Regions from separate parts of the Lactuca sativa genome. Here region 1 is linked to region 2. Evidence: chromatin contacts called from public Hi-C data. All regions are on one chromosome and are shown on one strand. Each heading gives the region's core, a stretch centred on a gene start, on an enhancer-like site or on the middle of the called end of the contact. The rest is flanking DNA. Distances are from core to core; before and after follow the strand shown.

Region 1 (5,820 bases), core at 2,605-5,104, 190 kb after region 2:
TGCTGATCCCCTCCTCTTACCAGATGTCATAAAAGTTGGGGTGCTACAAAATACATAACAAGAAAAGGTAAAAAAAAATTAAAAATGATGGGAACTAACATGCAACAAATGAAAAGAACTTCATATACCGATAATGGTGTACATTAACGTTCAATAAATAAATAAATAAAAACAAGGAGCTCTCACTTGCTTATTTCACCTGTCACTTTCCTTCACTAAACCTTCTTCTTTTGCTCCTGATGGATAAGAAAAGTCTTCATTAGCCTGCACTTCGGACAAATAAACCATTAACACAAAATATAAATCATAATCTCTTAGCTTACAAACAAAAACAAAATATATATCAAACCCACCTCAACACTAGGAGTATCACTACTGTTGTCACTGGTACTATCTTGTTGACGTTTTTTCTCAATACATATTGCAAGCTGTGAAGCAAATATTGTAAAAAAAAACGTTTATAAATATAATGATACAAAAAAATAAGAACAAAAGAATTACCATTTGCAGCTTTTGGTGAACTAAACAGGTTGATAGATCAATTGCAGCTTTGGTTGGCATTCGTGGCAATGGTTGTGACTCTTCCCAACACCAACGTATTTCTCTAATAAACTCTATCCATAGTACAGAAATGGCTGAACAACATAAATGATAAAATAACAACAAACTTTTTTAGTACTAATAAAAATATTTGATTCACTACTTTAAATTTTACTTTCTATATTAGTCCATACCACGTATGTTGCAGTCTCCAAACCATAATGAGTGTAAACAAAACTGAGCAAACAGAGTTTCCAAAGGAGCCCCCTTAATAAGTCTAGAACTCTTGTGTCTCCCTTCACCTTCAGGTGAAATGAGTTCAGGTCCTGTAATCAAAACATTTTATATTATTTTTACTTTTAATCTCTTTTCATTTTCTTTCTACAACATGTATTTACTATTTACCATCATGACAAAGATCTTTAAGCACACGATCAAGAACTGTTGGCGGAGGAATTACTGCAGATGACCTCAATTTGTCAGATCCTGATGTTTCAACTGTAAAAACAGAAAAGTCAGGATTCAGGAAACACACACACACAAAGAGACAGATAAGTATCAGACCTGACACGAAATCTTCCATGAATTTAACATCCAAGGACATGGCTAATGCATCAATCAGAAGGCGAAGTTGTGAAGCAAATCCAACCATGTTTCCAGTATAATCACCAGTGCTATAAGACAGAATTGTGTCATTTCATAATTCATACATATGTTGAAACTAAATTTAACAACATAATTCCAATTCCATTCCTTACAGATAAGAAGAGAATTCGGGAACAATGAACCAATTTTGAGCATCATGAATAGAGGCATTTTCAAGTTCAGCCATCTCCATGGAGCTTTCCACCATTTTCTCTCCCCACATAGCAACCAGTTCAAAAGCTGCACACATTCTATGCAATTATCAGTAACAAAAAAAAATAGTTACATTTCCCCATTATACACAAATATATTATTTTACCTTTTACAGGGTCTTCTGCAGTGTACCACTCACTCCAAGGACAATCATCATCCCATTGTAGTTTGTTTCTATTATCACCTCCATTATCACCTCCAGATTCAGTAATCTCAGACTCAGAATTTAGCACTTCATTGTCTTCATCATAAGGAAGAGTCTTGTATGTTAATTTCATGGTGAAATGGACTTTGAAGAAATGTGTCGAAAGGTCTGATGATGAAAAGGCCTACAGCATTACGATTCAGTTAGAGAATATTCTTTAAAGAAAGCAGAATGAGAGAGGCGACTTACAAATTTAGATACAAACAGCTCATATAATCCCTCCAAATGCATGAGTTTTACAGGAACTTGAGTGGAAATAAGATCTCCTTCAAATCTTCGAGTAAATACTGTCCCCATATTTTGGATACCAATATAAGCTTTTCTAGAAGGATCATGCACTGGGACAAATGCTGGCCACAAACTAAAATTGTTCCATTGTTCATACAATCATCAGAACTCAAATGTAATGTAATTAAAACCAAATTGAGTTATTTCAAAGAAAAAAAAAGAAGGAATAAGTGAATCCCACCTGGAACAATTTGAGAATGCTATAGCAACTGCACTTAGAAGCTTGCTAGCCTCTGGTGAATCAAGAATAACACCACTGGCACTTTGGGGTGCGATTACCTGTTTACAGTTGAAACATAAGTGCCTTTATATTTAATTATTTTACAGTATGATATGAACATTAAGATGATGAGCTAAAGATACCATGAATTCTTTCACACCAAAAGACAATTGCAGCTCATGTAAACTGGAACTCCAATCTACAGCCTTTCCTGATTGATATAATGCAACAACAAATATGATGACATTTGCAAAAAAGAGTGCATGGTGAAACTGAAAGTGAAACCTGGAGAGGTGTTTAATGTATACCAGCATTACTAATTTCAAAGTAGTACTCCATGCAATAGTTTTTCATAGCATATTTCAGCTCGGATTTCACTTTATACAAATTCTTCAGCTCTCCCAATGAAACAGCTCCCTTTTCCTATAGAAAGAGTGTACAAAAGATATATCAATGGTGATTGATTTTCTTTCCAAGATGCAATTAACAAATAATTAAACTTTGTATCGAATACTAGTATAATGTTTTCATCCATTAGTAAACAAATATGCATACTGGAGTAAGATCAAACATACCAACAAGTTTTTGGGACCACTTGATAACCATTGTCGACAAACAGCCTCAATTTCAGAAATAAACCTATAAATAACAAATTTAGTAAAATTTAATTCTTCCACTTAAATTGAGAAATGAATATGCATTGAAGTATTAAGAGAGATATATGTTGATACCTTTCCCATGAAGAGGCTAGGGTAAAGTCATCAAAATGTTCAAACTGCATGGTAATAAACAATCAAGGAAAAGTTATTTCTACTTGGAAGGACTCTCTGAAAATGTTCTTTATAATAATCTTTCTTACTTCGCTTCTAATATTAATAAAAATGCACAGATAACTATCCAGCCTAATATATCAAACACAAACTAACCAAATTTGTAATCCTTTGAGCATCAATTTGAACACTTCCCATCAATAAAATTTGATATAAAACATCAAAGTTGCTTATATGGTTTTTATAAAACATTAGTGACATACTTCATTATCCCTTTCCTTATTTCCAATAAGAAACAACAGATAGCTATGCTTGATTCTTTATGTCAAACAGATACTTTCCAAAAGAAAATTTGATTTTGTTAGCAATTTACTACGGACATTCTTTTTCTATATGTAGCAATTAACAGTGCATAACGTAACCCTTGATTTTTATTCTCAGAACTTCACAATCAGAGAAGTTTTTAGTATAATTGGCAAGTTTAGTCACCAGAGTCGAAGTGTACCTCTTCTTCTTCTTCGATGTCGTCTTCCTTCTCATGCTTTTTCTTGCTCGATGATGCCATTAAATGCCTAAGATCAACGTCCTGTTGTTATTACACAACGACATCAAACAAGATTATGTTACAATTAAAATCAAACAAATCCTAAATCACATACTAACGACCAAGATATCAAAACAACGAGGTGAGCATAAATAGACAATAGAAACTGACCTAATTATAAAACGCATGGATGGATTAGTAGATTAGCAATTCAACATGTAAAACCAGTAATATGAATGGATGAAAAACCTAGTGAATTACGATTCAACTAGTAAATTACGAATAAACTCCCACTAGAGATAGTTGATGATGATGAAAACGATCAACGGGAAGAGAGACGAGATCTGGTGTTTGACATAAAGGTGCAAAATTAACGTCCGTTTTGGGTTTTGGTCGACACCCAAATTGTCTGTAAAAAATAAAACTAATCGTGAGCGGCAGGATTCGAACCTGCGCGGGCAAAGCCCACATGATTTCTAGTCATGCCCGATAACCACTCCGGCACGCTCACATTGATGTGACGTTTTTCAACAAAATAGATTATTAAATTACTTTGACGGATGCATGGTGTAAAATAACAACCTATTTTGTCCAATTTTCGTAATAAATAGTAGGTTTACTTACTGGTTTTCTTTTCTTTTTGTTTGATGATAACTAATTTCTTGATCGAAATCTTTTTTATCCTTTTACATGATCAAAGACTAATATATTTATTTGTTTAGGGTCTCCGGTCTTAAAGAAAATTTAATCAAAGTTTAAGGTTTATAGAAATCCTCTCATATAGCTAAGCCCTTGGAATATTTGATGAAATATACCTTTTTCTTTTAATTTTGTTTTGGAACTCGCAAATTGACATGTTTTGTCCCATGAGGTGTTTTAGAGTTATATAGTGTTTTTGCTAATATATTTTGATTTTCTTGAACAATATTGAATAGATATGCATGTAAAGAGAGTTTTGTAGAATGACCTTGAAACATCCAAAAATTATGACCTAAAAATTTTATTTTTGATTTAAATAAAAACAATATTCCAAACATTGTTTATACATCCCAAACAAATAAACATGTCAAATATCATGAAAATCAGAGTATGTATCGTAAACAGAATCCATATGGTGTGTACGATGCACTCAACCCGAGCTCTTCCCCTTGGAATCGGAAGTACCTAAAGCATAAACTAAAAATTGTAATCACAAAACTTAGTGAGTTTCCCAAGATACTACATACCAAACATATCATATAACGGGCCCCGCCCAATGTTATACATGCCTCGCCCACACTCGCATAACGAACCTCGTCCAATAAACATACATATGCAAGCACATACAAGTATCACACAGACAAGAAGTATATCGACATAACCAATCAAGGGACGGCCTTGGTGCCTTAGACCCGCTAAACCCAATGAGGAAACTCACCTCGCAAAGCTAAATGGAACGAATGATCCCTGACTGCTGGTCCTGCAGCTTCCCGAGCTATCAATTGCCACATAAAACTAATTAACATTTGGGATCTACAACATAACCAAAAATCTCTACTTGGGGTAAAAAGACCATTTTATCCCTAACTTGGTCCAAGAATGGAGCCCATTACCACAATCCAATGGGCCCAAAAGTTAAACAATCCAACAAGGCCCAAAATATGGCCCAAATTCCAACTGGGCCCAACTCCTTTACATGGGCCTTAGCCCAAGGCCCAATAATGCTCCCCTAGCCCAAAGGTTCGATTTCAGATGACCCACTAAGGCCCAAAACATCAATGTCCATGGAAGTAGCCCAAACGAGGCCCAAGAGACGCAAAGCCCAATTCATTGAGTACGTGGGGCGTACTCAACTGCACGCTAGGCGTATAGGCTGCATGGATTGTACGTTGCATGTACGAGCTTGTACACCCAACGTACTCACTCATTAAGCCATATTTCCAATACACTCTTAAACCCTTAAGTCTAAGGGTCCAAATCACAGATTTGAGTCATATGAAGTGTCTTAAACCATAAAGTCGTGAACTTGGTGGCTTTGCATGCCCCAAATGAACCCAATCATGAAATATCACACACTACTTCCATAAAATGAAATCAACCACATGCATGGATGGTTCAAAGCTTAAAAGATGGCAAATTTATGATTATAAGATCAAAAGAACACCAAGAGTACCAACTCTAAGCTTCATAAATGACAATAATCCACAAGATCTCATCTATGGAACCAAAAAGGTCAAAAAACTCAAACAAAGGAGATATAAGCATTCACAAAGCAAGTTCTGAGTTTTATACCTCAAATGAATGCCAAATGATGATGATAACCCATATCTTTAAGCTCAAACTCCAACAACTCTTCTTCACCAACTTATTCTTCTTCCTTCCAAGGCATCAAACTAGCAAAAATGCACTCCACAAG
Region 2 (6,035 bases), core at 3,333-5,832:
TTACAAATAAAATTTAGAACCGATTAAAATATTAAAAAATTTCTGAAAAAATTGCGATAAGTAATAATTTTTATTTTTCTTTTCAAACACCCCTTAAAATTACTAAAAAAAATTATTAAAAGGATCGGTAGTTGTTCTTCGACACCAGCAACGTTAACAAATTGACAGAGCCTAGAAGGAAAAGAGAGGGGCTTCACACGGCGGCACTGCGGCAACCACCATAAAACAATCCACAAATGGCCGGTAGGAATTACATCCCACCAGATGCATTAAAATTCAGACAAGATTCTCACTCTCGCCGTGCGCCAATTGAATCTCCTCCGCGCCACCACCAGGTCGAAGACCACATCGCCGTCCACCACCGCGAAATCCAATCACTCCTCCTCGACAACCAACGCCTCGCCGCCACTCACGTCGCCCTAAAGCAGGAACTCTCTATCGCTTTGCAGGACCTTCGCCGTCTCTCCTCCGTTGCCGGCAATGTCAAGGCCGAAAGAGATGCCGAAGTGCGCGAGGTCTACGAGAAGGCCGTCAAAATGGAGGCGGAAGCTAGAATGACCGATGAATTAGGTGCCGAGCTTATTCAGGTCAGAGGAGATGTACAGAAATTGAGTTCAGAGAGGAAAGAACTTAATGAAAAGTTAGATAAGGTTCACGGTGACCTTGCGAAAGAAAGGTCCAAAGGACATCAAGTTCCGATGATCAAAGCGGAGATAGAAGCCATGCACAAAGAACTATCAAGAGGAAGGTAATAATCTTCCTTATCATCTGTTAATTGTTGCTGTAGGAACTTTCCCCATTGTAATGTTGATACTTCGTATAAATTTCCCCTAAACTTCATTCCAAATTTCCAATCAAAAATAGTCAACTGATTTTAGGCCCATTCAGTATTAGCATGACTTTTACTCTTCAATTTAATTCATTGATAATTTTAGCTTGTCCTTGAATGGCATATCTAAAAGCAAAACCTCCTTGCTGACTTCAATCAATCTGATCATATGTTGGGTGTTTCAATCCTCTAAAAAATTGGAAGAAACATTTGAATTGCTAATCTTGATTCCTTGGGAGGAGAAGAAGGGGGTGGGGGTGTGAAAACGATCATAAAATGTGGTTTATTGACTATTATTAAGTGTTGATTGATGCTAATGCTATGCTTGCATATTTTGGGAATTATAAGAAGTGATATAGAATTTGGGTCTCTAAGCCTCAGTAAAAAGCTAAATGCCAGAAATAGCATTTTACTTTCTATTTCTTTCTTATTGTAGCATTGTACTTCCACATTATTTCTAATTAAGGAATTGTACTTTTAAAAAACTACCCTTTATAGGAATTGGTAACCATCTGATTTGAATTATCATGACATATGGTACAAGTTAACATGTTTTTATGTCACTTACTGTTGTTGCCAACAAAAAATATTTATATAATTTTTTTTTTTATAAAAAACTGTGGCACATTCTTTTTGTCAAATTTCATCTCATCCAAGACCTGCGATGCTTTTTTGTTTTTGCGATGTCATCATTATGTGAAAATGGGTTATAACTTTATTGCTAATTAAACGCTATTCAATCAAACAAAGATCAAAAGATTTTGAATTTATTGCTATTCAACATATTAATTATTTATGGAACTAATAAAAGATTAAAAAAGTGTTGGCATTTGAGTTTTGACCCTGTTTATGCAAACAGGGCAGCAGTTGAGTATGAAAAAAAAGTGTATGCAAGTAACCTTGAACAAAGCCAAGCAATGGAGAAAAGCTTGATGTCTATGGCCCATGAAATTGACAAGTTACATAAAGAACTTGCAGATAAAAGAGCAAGGGCTGCAGCTGCAACTGCTACTACTACCCATGGTTATTATTGTTATTATTATTATTTTAAATTTTGTATTATACATTTTGTTAATTTTGAAACATGAACAGGATATGGTGCAGGATTTGTGAACCATGATATGGGTTATGTTGGGAATGCATACACCATGCATCAGGTATGCAATTGTTTGTTTGCAAATTTTATCAAATATGGATTATATACATATTTCAGGAAGAAAAAAAAAAGGAAGAGAAATTTACCATTTTTACATGTTTGAGGTTCAGGGTGGAGTGGATCCACAATACGGGTCTGGAGCTTTGCCGAATGGTCCATATGAGATGCAGCAACATCACATGGTTGATCCTCAGTATGGGCATGGAGTTGTACCTCATCAGCCTCAAGGTGCATTAGCATATGATATGCAACAACAGCATCCTCCTAATAATGCATCACATGGATGAAATTTGTATTTGTATAATTGAAATAAGTGGTGGTGTAACGTTTTAAAAGTTTTTAGGCTTAGGCTTAGGTTTAGCAAGACAAGACATCTTGTGTTGTCCACGGTATGACTTTTGTATGTTAATGTGTAGATCGAGTCATAAGTCTTGAAATGTTGTTTGGGTAAAATTCATAATTGTAATTCAAGTCCAGACATTCATCTAATTATCATAGATTGGTTACATGAAGGAAAGAAATAGAAGGTGTTATAATTATAAATTACTTTTATTTAAATAATATTTTATACCAATAATACTTCAATTATACTTTTGTTATTTTCTTAAAATGCAATTTTGATTATAAAGGTGTTTTAAAATCTTATGATCCTAGATTTAATCTATATTTTTTAGTTTTAGAAAGGGAAAATAACATAAAAGTCATTAAGTTTACACCAAAATTTTAATTTGACTTTAAATTTGATACCGTGTTTTTCAATTTGTTTCCGGTCAAACCGATTGATTGTTTACTGACGTGGCATGTTGATGTATTTGATTATCCATTATACTTCTTTAACCAAGAGAAAATGTTGAAAAAACACAATCTATTATACAGGGGCGGAGCCAGGATTCTAGATTGAAGGGGGCTTACATCATAATAAGAATATTAAATTACTTTTTATAACTGAATAATATAATACGCTTTGTAAAACTGGATAAGAAACTGATAAAGAAAAAATTGTCTAAATAAGAACATCAATAGCTTAAAATTAAAGACTGTTCTTGGGGATCATGAATCAAAGAATCTAATGTACCTCTCTTAAATATGACATCTTATTTTTTCAGATTAAAGATTAATTAGCCCGCTACAAGACCCAACTAATATATCAATTAATTGGCAGTTACAAGAGCTATTTATAAACACTAATAAAATGAATGGGGTAATATATAGGAAAATTAATATAAGTGGGGTAATATATAGGCGAGAAATAATTTTTTAATTGAAACCTCATTGATGAAAAATACAATAAAAAGACCCAACGAATATATCAACTAATTAGTACTTACAAGAGCTATTTTCGAACACTAATAAAAATAAATGGGGTTATATGTAGGCAAATTAAAATAAATGGGAGTTGATGGTGGTGACCAAATTTGTTCGATTTCTTTTCCTTGTATTTTTTAGTTAGATACAAATCATGATTATAATGTGTTCTAGAGAAGGACTGATGAGGGGTGGAGCCGTGGCAGTGGCGTATGCATATAAGAGAATTTAGAAGAAACCATGCAATTAAACAAGATGTTAATAGCTCTTCAAAGTATCGCATTTTCGGACAATGAAGACAAATGGTGGTGGGATATAGGATATTTTGCGGAGTTCTTGGTAGCCGGATATGAGAAGATGAGTTGATAATCATATTCTTCATTTGCGTGATGACAGGCTGTCATATTAGGTGGAATCGTTTTGTTTCGAGGAAGATGAATATTTTAGTGTGACATGTTCTTTTGGACCGACTCCCTACTACTACTAGGGATAACTTAGACAAACGTGGTATTGATATTCCGTCTATTCTTTGCCCTGTTTGTGCTTTGGAAGTGAAGCAACTTGTGTTCTTCAAATGTGAAGTTGCGTCTAGGACGTAGGATTCGATGTTTATGTGTCTCTCTTTTTGGCCCACATGGTATGATTCCACTAGAGCTATGTTTAACTCGATTGATGATCTTCCTTGCTTTACAAAAAAGAAGCTTGTTATTGATGCAATGTACTGTGATTTGGTATCTTTGGGGATTTGGTGTCTTTCACTCAATTGATGATTTGGTATCTTTGGCGATTTTGCTTTTGTGATAAAGCAGTTTCATTTTTTATGGTATGTTAAAATAAATAGTAAAAGCTCTAGAAATTAAGATTGCGCGACTGCATAAGCTTTTAGACTATGTGTAATTGGTGTTTTAGTTTCTAGTTTCTAGTTGTTTTTTAATATATGGTTCTTTTTATAAAAAAAAAATAAATAAACTTTTTGATTATTTAAAATCTCCCACAATTTCAATAAATATGCCAAAAAAAAAACCCTTATATTAAACACGATAACCCATATATTAAACACATTAATTTTAGAAAAACACGACTTATTATAGATATTTTATTAATGTAAACCTTTAGAAAAACATAATTAATCGGTTTTTCTTTTACAGACTTTGAGTAAACACAACATTAATATAATGATTTTGTCGATAATTATCGTATTCCAATATGATAAGTTGTATTTGTTTAATAGTTCCTGTAAACATACAGGATGATGGATTATAAATTTATAATAACCAATTTCGATATTTTGTTCATTTTATTAACAAGAATTTAAACATGTACTTACAAGTTATAATGAAACATTGTGATTTTACGAGGACCATTTTCGTAAATATGTATATCGTTTACAAAATCATCTACCCACAAATTTCCGGTGTGTACCATACGCTGTAGAAATGGCACTTTCTCTCTCACAGTTCACTTCATCCCCATCTCTTCCTGCGTCATCGGCAAGAACATCCACCAATTATCGAATCATCTCAACGACAATCAAATCCACCCTAAATCCAATCACCAATTTCCCCAACACCGCCATTCTCACCGCCGCAAATGGGAAGAAGAACCACCGCTTCGCCGTCATCGTCAACGCCGCAGAAGAACAACAGCAGCAGCCCACCACCGCAGAATCCGAATCCACCCAAAAGCCCCCCTCCGATGAAGAATTATCTGAACTGGGTACGGAGATCAAAAAGGCGATGATGGATAGAGAGATTAAGAAGGATGAGAGTGTATGGGCCGGAGTAGTGGATGAGATAGGCCGGATCGAGTGGCCGGCGTTCAATAAGGTCCTCGGAACGACGGGGGTCGTGCTCGGCGTTATTGCTGGTTCCAGCGTCGTTTTGCTTACTGTTAATGCCGTTTTGGCGGAGCTTTCCGATCGGGTGTTCGTCGGCCGTGGGGTTCAAGATTTTTTTGGCTAAACGAAGACGATAAGGCCCAAGGGGGGAAGAAGCTGTTATCCAGTGTAACAAGGTCCATGGATATACTGTGTTCTACACCTATCTGATTGCTCCACGTCCTCTTGTGTCAATTAGTTTAGTATAATACATTGAAATTTGCATGTATTAGTTTTACTTTTACCTATCTCTTTTTTTTTTATCCATTTTGATATCTTCAATCTTTTTGCTCGACTAATCTGTGACTGTGTACATAATCTTGACAGCATTATTGTTTCCAAATTTGAAATTAAATGGTTTTCATTCAAGGAGTTCACAAAGCATGACTTAATAAATAAGAGATTTTTACTAGAAGAAAATTCTGGCATTTTTTAAAGTGTACATTTCCCGTGGGGTTTGGGGTAATCTTTGTTGTTGTTCCCTCCTCAGATTTTTAACTCGGATATTCTTATTGTTTGTTTTTATTACGTCTCTATCAGTTTTAAAAAAATTATTTTGCCCGTGCTGCTACTTTTTTATATTTTAACTTCATTTAATAATTATTTCTTATTAGTGGAAATCATAATTAAATCACCTCCTCTTCCGATCCAACCCACCCCCCCTTCTTCCGTAGCAACATGAAAATCCAAAATTTTGACCACCATAAATCTACTCATCGATCCTTTCTCTAATTTGGCAAGAGCACCTCTCTGCCCCACCTATGAACACATCGATCTTCATCTTACCAAGAGTTCATGAACAAGGAAACTAGGAAAAATAAGGAAGCTAGAAATCAATGAACAATTTCAGACAATTCAGCTAATCACAA

What was found. Hi-C and Micro-C count contacts between places; a contact is called where the count stands out from the background.
Region 1: a Hi-C map of leaf shows a contact between it and region 2, with 6 times the contacts expected there. The contact joins the promoter of LOC111876486 here to the promoter of LOC111876489 in region 2. A contact is called at or near these places in 2 of 4 Hi-C or Micro-C datasets (both in leaf).

What each region holds. Positions count from the first base shown.
Region 1 is chr9:20,148,777-20,154,596 of Lsat_Salinas_v11, forward strand. It overlaps LOC111876486, which reads right to left and starts at 3,855. Exons shown (of 22, transcript XM_023873009.3): 1 at 3,597-3,855; 2 at 3,387-3,467; 3 at 2,843-2,886; 4 at 2,687-2,750; 5 at 2,420-2,534; 6 at 2,255-2,322; 7 at 2,073-2,170; 8 at 1,793-1,964; 9 at 1,505-1,727; 10 at 1,299-1,425; 11 at 1,105-1,214; 12 at 946-1,038; 13 at 735-866; 14 at 502-635; 3 more. The coding sequence starts at 3,446. TRNAS-AGA (transfer RNA serine (anticodon AGA)) reads right to left here and starts at 3,936; the gene lies at 3,855-3,936.
Region 2 is chr9:19,961,993-19,968,027 of Lsat_Salinas_v11, forward strand. LOC111876489 (preprotein translocase subunit SECE1) reads left to right here and starts at 4,583. Exons shown (of 1, transcript XM_023873011.2): 1 at 4,583-5,448. The coding sequence starts at 4,727. The coding sequence ends at 5,251. It overlaps LOC111876490 (protein FLC EXPRESSOR), which reads left to right and starts at 122. Exons shown (of 4, transcript XM_023873014.3): 1 at 122-748; 2 at 1,689-1,852; 3 at 1,934-1,986; 4 at 2,096-2,491. The coding sequence starts at 237. The coding sequence ends at 2,272.